2 separate regions of the Sus scrofa genome follow, and region 1 is linked to region 2. Evidence: chromatin contacts called from public HiChIP or PLAC-seq data. All regions are on one chromosome and are shown on one strand. The core of a region is the stretch at or near the end of the contact, and the rest is flanking DNA. Distances in the headings are between cores, read along the strand shown. Region 1 has its middle 9.2 kb from the start of ATXN10. Region 2 overlaps WNT7B (protein Wnt-7b).

The links. HiChIP or PLAC-seq counts read pairs in DNA pulled down with a chosen protein or histone mark.
Region 1: a contact with region 2 is called in an H3K27ac HiChIP or PLAC-seq map of alveolar macrophages. The contact joins two enhancer-like sites. A contact is called at or near these places in 1 of 47 Hi-C or Micro-C datasets (subcutaneous adipose tissue) and 1 of 2 datasets of contacts at active chromatin or transcription factors (alveolar macrophages).

Annotation. Positions count from the first base shown.
Region 1 is chr5:3,806,092-3,808,791 of Sscrofa11.1, forward strand. No RefSeq gene overlaps it. Among named protein-coding and RNA genes, the nearest start is that of ATXN10, 9.2 kb to the left of the region's middle. Within about 2 kb of position 1,305, at least 10 of the 83 cell types and tissues checked have an H3K27ac peak or open chromatin away from gene starts, as enhancers often do. A contact at or near this core is called in alveolar macrophages, where this site is marked.
Region 2 is chr5:3,559,635-3,562,334 of Sscrofa11.1, forward strand. All of the region lies in intron 2 of WNT7B (protein Wnt-7b), which reads left to right. Among named protein-coding and RNA genes, the nearest start is that of WNT7B, 40 kb to the left of the region's middle. Within about 2 kb of position 1,442, at least 16 of the 83 cell types and tissues checked have an H3K27ac peak or open chromatin away from gene starts, as enhancers often do. A contact at or near this core is called in alveolar macrophages, where this site is marked.

The sequences.
Region 1 (2,700 bases), core at 55-2,554, 250 kb after region 2:
TGGTGCAGCAAAAAACAAAAAACAAAAACAAAAACAAAAAAAAACAAAAAAACTGTTTTGGTTTTTAATGTTTTCCCTTGTCTGGGTTTTCTATGCTTAAAATGTTTCTTTTCAGAGTTCCTGTCATGGCTCAGTGGTTATCCAACCCGACTAGTATCCATGGGGACTTGGGTTCGATCCCTGGCCTTGCTCAGTGGGTTAAGGATCTGGCGTTGCCATGAGCTGTGGTGTAGGTCCAGATGCAGCTCGGATCCCGCGTTGCTGTGGCTGTGGTGTAGACCGACAGCTACAGCTCCGATTGGACCCCTAGCCCGGGAACCCCCATGTGCCGTGGGTGCCGCCCTAAAAAAGACAAAAAATAAAGTTTTTCTTTTTTTTTTGCTTCAATGGCATCAACCCCACAAACCCCGCATTAAGGGACAGAAGGTGGGAGGGGTTCTGGGCTCAGAGTCTAGCAGGTGAAGCCGACCGAGCAGGCCGGCGTTGGCGGGGCAGACCGCGAGAGGTCGCAGGAGGGCGGCATCACGCGTGGGAATTGGGGGCTGGCACACTCATTCTGGGGCAGTTGCGTGTGTTGAGGGGGGGGGTGCCCGGAAGGCTCCAGAATCCAGGCTGGCCTCTCCTGCTCTCGCGGGCACCCTCTGCGGCGTTTCCATCGGGTCCTTCCACGCTGCTGTCCCCGCAGCCACACCGCGTGTGAGCACTCGGGCCACGGTCAGCAAGAGGGTCTGCGAAAGCGGGAGCACGTTTGCCGAGCAGGCAGGGGCAGGGAGAAGAGAGCGCAGGCCGTTGAGCAGAAAGGCAAAAACGTCTGCCCTGCAGAATCTTGGAATGTTTGCGCTGGAGGCGGAGAGGAGAAAAATGACAAAGTCTGAAAAAATATCTGCGCTCTGTCTGGGGCACCCGTGACTTGTCATTTGAGACCATAGGGTGACACCTAGTGGACACCCCGGGAAGTGCTCCCTGTGGAGGAGGCGGTGGTCCAGGGGGCTCAGGGGGCTCCACCGAGTACTAAGCGAAGGAGGACCTGGCGCAGGTGCCTCCCTCGGAGCTCACCTCACTCGGTGACAACGCCTGGAAAGAGCAGTGCGTGAGGGCACTGGATGCCACGACTGGCTCAGACCCCAGCTGGGAGACCGGCCCGAGACTCTGCTGGGAAGGCTCTGCCCCTCATTCTGCGGCTCCCATCCTCCGCCTGCCCCCAGCCCCCACCGCGCCCAGCCCCTGCCTCCGCTGTGGAACTGAGTGAGCTTGGAGGCAGGGCAGACCCCCTCAGGGCACCAGGCCCACCTTGAGGACTTTTTTCTGTTGCCCCTAGCAGAAGACCAGCTTTGGTCATGGATGCCAGGCACCGGCCCGGCTCTCTGCTGGCGCTAAATCCGAAAGAGATCTGTCGGAGGAAAGGGCCGGGATCTTGAGTCAGGATTCTAGCCTTGTCCAAACATAAGCACTATGGGGATGGGAACTGAGCAGTTCTAGAAAGTTCTCCGTCTTCCATAGTCAAAATTGGCCTCTGCAATTTTACCCCATTTGTTCTTATGCAGCCATCCGGAGTAACTTCTGTTTTTTTCTGCGATGCCTGCAAACAGCTTTCACGTTCCCCGTAAACACTGTAGTTTTAGGCTAAGTCTGCCCAACCTCCTTCTTTCTTGAGAGCATTGATTTTCAACCACGGACGACTTTGCCCCGCGAGCGACTTCTGGCAGAGTCCCGGGACCTTTTGGTTGAAACACCTGGAGGAGGGAGGCTGCTACTGCCACCTAGTGGTCAGAGGCCAGGATGCTGTAACCTCCAGCAGCATCCAGGGCGTGCTCCCACCCCACCCCACACAAAGAACTTTCCAGTCTGAGAGATGCTTTAGAGCTGAGGTTGTGGAACCCTGCTTCCGAGTTCCGAGATGTTCCAACATCCTTCAAGGGGACTCTTCATTTGTCATTGTCATCTTCAATGTTTACACCGAGAGGTGGTACAGAACTCCAGGAGAGCTCCCACCAGCCTTGGTATCTCGGTGTCTACACACCAGACATCTCTTGGTGGAGCCTAAAAATTACATCACCCCTCTAAGCAATCCCTTTCTCATATGGTCAGTATGTCCTTAATGTTGCAACAAAGAATTTGCAAACTCAAACGTGTGTGCAATGAAATGAAAGATTACCTAGAAAAAGTAGTATAATCTTTATGCACAAAAATATTGGGTAAAATGAACATTCCTATCAGGTGCATTCAATTGCAAACAATTACTATGACATAAATATGTCTTTTTTTAATGAGTCCTCTTAACAAAAAAACGGCAAAGCCCCGCCGAGGCCCTCCAGAGCAGAGAACAAAGGCAAAGGATGCTTGTCAAAGAAAATATGAAAGGCGCTCCAAGCCCCCCTAATTACGTCTGGAAGCTTTGTCCTATTGACACTCCGGATCACTTTTCACAAGCTCAAGTTACCCCCTTAAAGATTTTTTAGGGAGTTTCATGATATGGAGACATGGTGGAAAAATTGGCTGGATGACTTCTGCTAAGCAATCAGATACAGAGATCAAATCCATTTTTGCCTGCGTACACAGTGCAGAGCCACTCTGATTCTCATGGGCAAGATGAGTTTGCAACTTTTAACTCCGAGTGTTAAGAAGTCAGATGGCTTACCCCGGTGTGTGTGTGTGTGTGTGTGTGTGTGTGTGTGTGTGTGTGTGTGTTTTACCAAGAAT
Region 2 (2,700 bases), core at 192-2,691:
AGCCCTGCAGGGCCTGGTCATCCGCTGGCCCACCCTGGCCCGCTCCGCATTTGGTGATGGTGAGACCGTTGCCCATTTGTCTTGTTTGCTCTTAGAGCTGCTCCTGGGGCCCTAGGGCAAATGGGGACATGGGCTCAGAGAGGGTTAGTGACTTGCCTGGTGCAAGACTGAGTCCAGGGCTTTCCTGCCTGCCCCGCCCCAACTCTCCCAGTACCTCCTTCTCTGCCTTCCCAAGACCTCGGGCCAGAGGCCCTGCGTGGCTAATGGAGCCCACCTTGACCTGCCAGCCATCAGACACAGACTGCAGGACACTGCTGGGGGCTCTGGGGTGTCCGAGGGTGCAGATCCATGCTGGCATGGGCTCTGGATCCCAAGAGGGACCCCTTGGCTTCCCAAGACCAAAGTGTACCCCAGGACAGCTGCTGGCCCCAAATAGATTGTCCATGCTGCCTTTACCCAACTCCCACCCCTTTCCCAGACGCATCTGCAGCTGCCGCTCTGCTCAGATGCCATTACTGCTACTCCGTGGAGCAAAGCACTTCCTGTCTCTGAGGCTCAGTGTTTTCATCTGTGAGATGGGTCTCATCAAGAGGATCTATCCCATGGGGTGGTCAAGGAGAAAAAAGAAGGTGATGGGTGTCGTGGGTCCAGCCCCAGCCCCGCTCAACCTGCAGGCTCAGGGAATAATGCTGCAGGTGGGGGTACACCAAAGAATCAGACAGGGATCCTACCCTCCCCCCTCCACAGCCCCTGGGGCACCTGGCAGAAGCCCAGAAGAGAGGGCTTCACTGGGTGGGGCATCTGGGGGTAGGGGGCCTCCCAGGCCTGGGCGAGTGGCAGACACTTGGGAATGCCAGCAGAAAGGGGGCCTGCGCCCCCCAGGGCAGGCAGCGGGGAATCAGGCTGCTCTCTATTCCGGAAACGTCTGCGCAGGAGGCAGCTGCACCTGCCCACAGGCAGACAGACTGCTGGACCTGGCCAAGCAGGGCTTCAGGGAGGGGTGGGCGAGATGAGTGGGCTTGAGGGCATCTCAGAGGCCCGGGGGAGCCATCAGTGTTTGCTGGGCAAGGCTCGCAGTTTCAAGGGGCTTCTTTCTAAATCTAAGCACTTGCTCGGTCTCACCCTAGAGGACAAGCAGGTGGCTCACTGGGACTGCAGGAAGGCCCCAGTGGTGATTTGGGGAGGGAACTGGCTCCTCCCTCCCTCATTCCCCAGTGCACCGTGACCCTGGGGGGCACATTGGGAAGCCCTCCAATCCGGCGCCATGAAATGGGGCCTCCGGGCTGGGTGCCGGCGCGGGGGGACCCCTCCATCCAGGACTCCTGGCCAACCCCCTTAATTCTCCCAAACTGCACTACGACTCTCTCACTGCTCACCTCCCCCTTGTCTCCATGGTGAGATGAGAGGGTTTGGCTCATTAAAACCAAATAAAAAAGGAATTAGCGGGAGTGGCAGCCTGGTGAGTAACTGATGAGTAACTGGGTCTGAGCTGGGCCCGGGCAGAAGGCAGGCGGGAGCAGAAAGCACGGAGGGAAGGGAGGGTTTGGGGGAATGCCCTCCAAACACACAGGCCTGGCCTCGGCGCTACTTGCCAGCCTGGGGGCTTTTGGGTGGAGGACGTGGGAGGTCCCGATCTGGCCTGGCCGCTGTTGGGGAAGGGCATTTGGGGAAGAAGGAAGTCGAGGGCTGCGGTGGGTCCAGGGCCTCCGAGGGCACGCCCACCTCATCCTAGCTCAGGCAGGGCTTGGTGGTAGGACTTTTAACTCTGACAGCCTGGCCTCTAGGTGTGATTACACAACCCCGGGGTTTCTAAGCCTCTGCGGGGCGCCTAGCTTGTGACACGCCCACTCCGAGGCTAGCTCCCCCCCCTCCGCCCTCAGCGTCCAATCAGCGTTCACAGAGGGCAAGCACCGCCCCCCCCCACGTCTCAGCCCACAGGTGGTCCCAACCCTGCATCCCCTCCGCAAGGAGGGATGCTTCTTCTCCTGGCCTCCTGCCCAAGGTTACTTAGCTGCAAAGGGGCCAAGCTGGGGGCAGGGTGGCCTCCGCTGACCCGCGCCCCAGGCCCTGAGTCCCTCCCTCTGCCTCGCTGGGCTTTGATTCCATTGCCTGGGTTCAAATCCTGCTTCAGCCACTAACACCTAGTTTCATATCTTCTGTGTGCCTCGGTGTCCTCACCTGTGAGATGGAAATAAGAAGGAAACCTCTGGCACGATTGTCAAGTTTGGATGAGAGCACGTGCTAGGGGATAGAGGGGCGCTGGTGCGACCAGAGCAGCTGAGTGTTGCGGTGATGATGACGTAAGCACAGGGTCCCCATCCCTCGTGTTGCCAGAGCGAGCTCTCAGATCCAAGTCCCACAGCCTCTCGCCCCACCCCCGCACCTGTGCAGAAAGTGCCATCTGCTCAAGGGACATCTCTGGCTCCCTTGGTCCTTGGCCACCACTTATTACTCTAGATCTCGTGCTTCCAGCACCAGCAGCACCAAGCTGTTTCACACTTCTGTCCCTGCCCTTTTGTGCACCAGGAGTGCACACCTGCCACACACCCCCACACAACATACATTGTGCACACACACTCACATACTCAGACACACACACACTCACGGGCCCCGCAGGGATTAACTCATATTTCTCACTAAGACCATTTAAGATGTCACCCCCTATAGGAAGCCTTCCCTGACTCCACCCCCCAACCCACC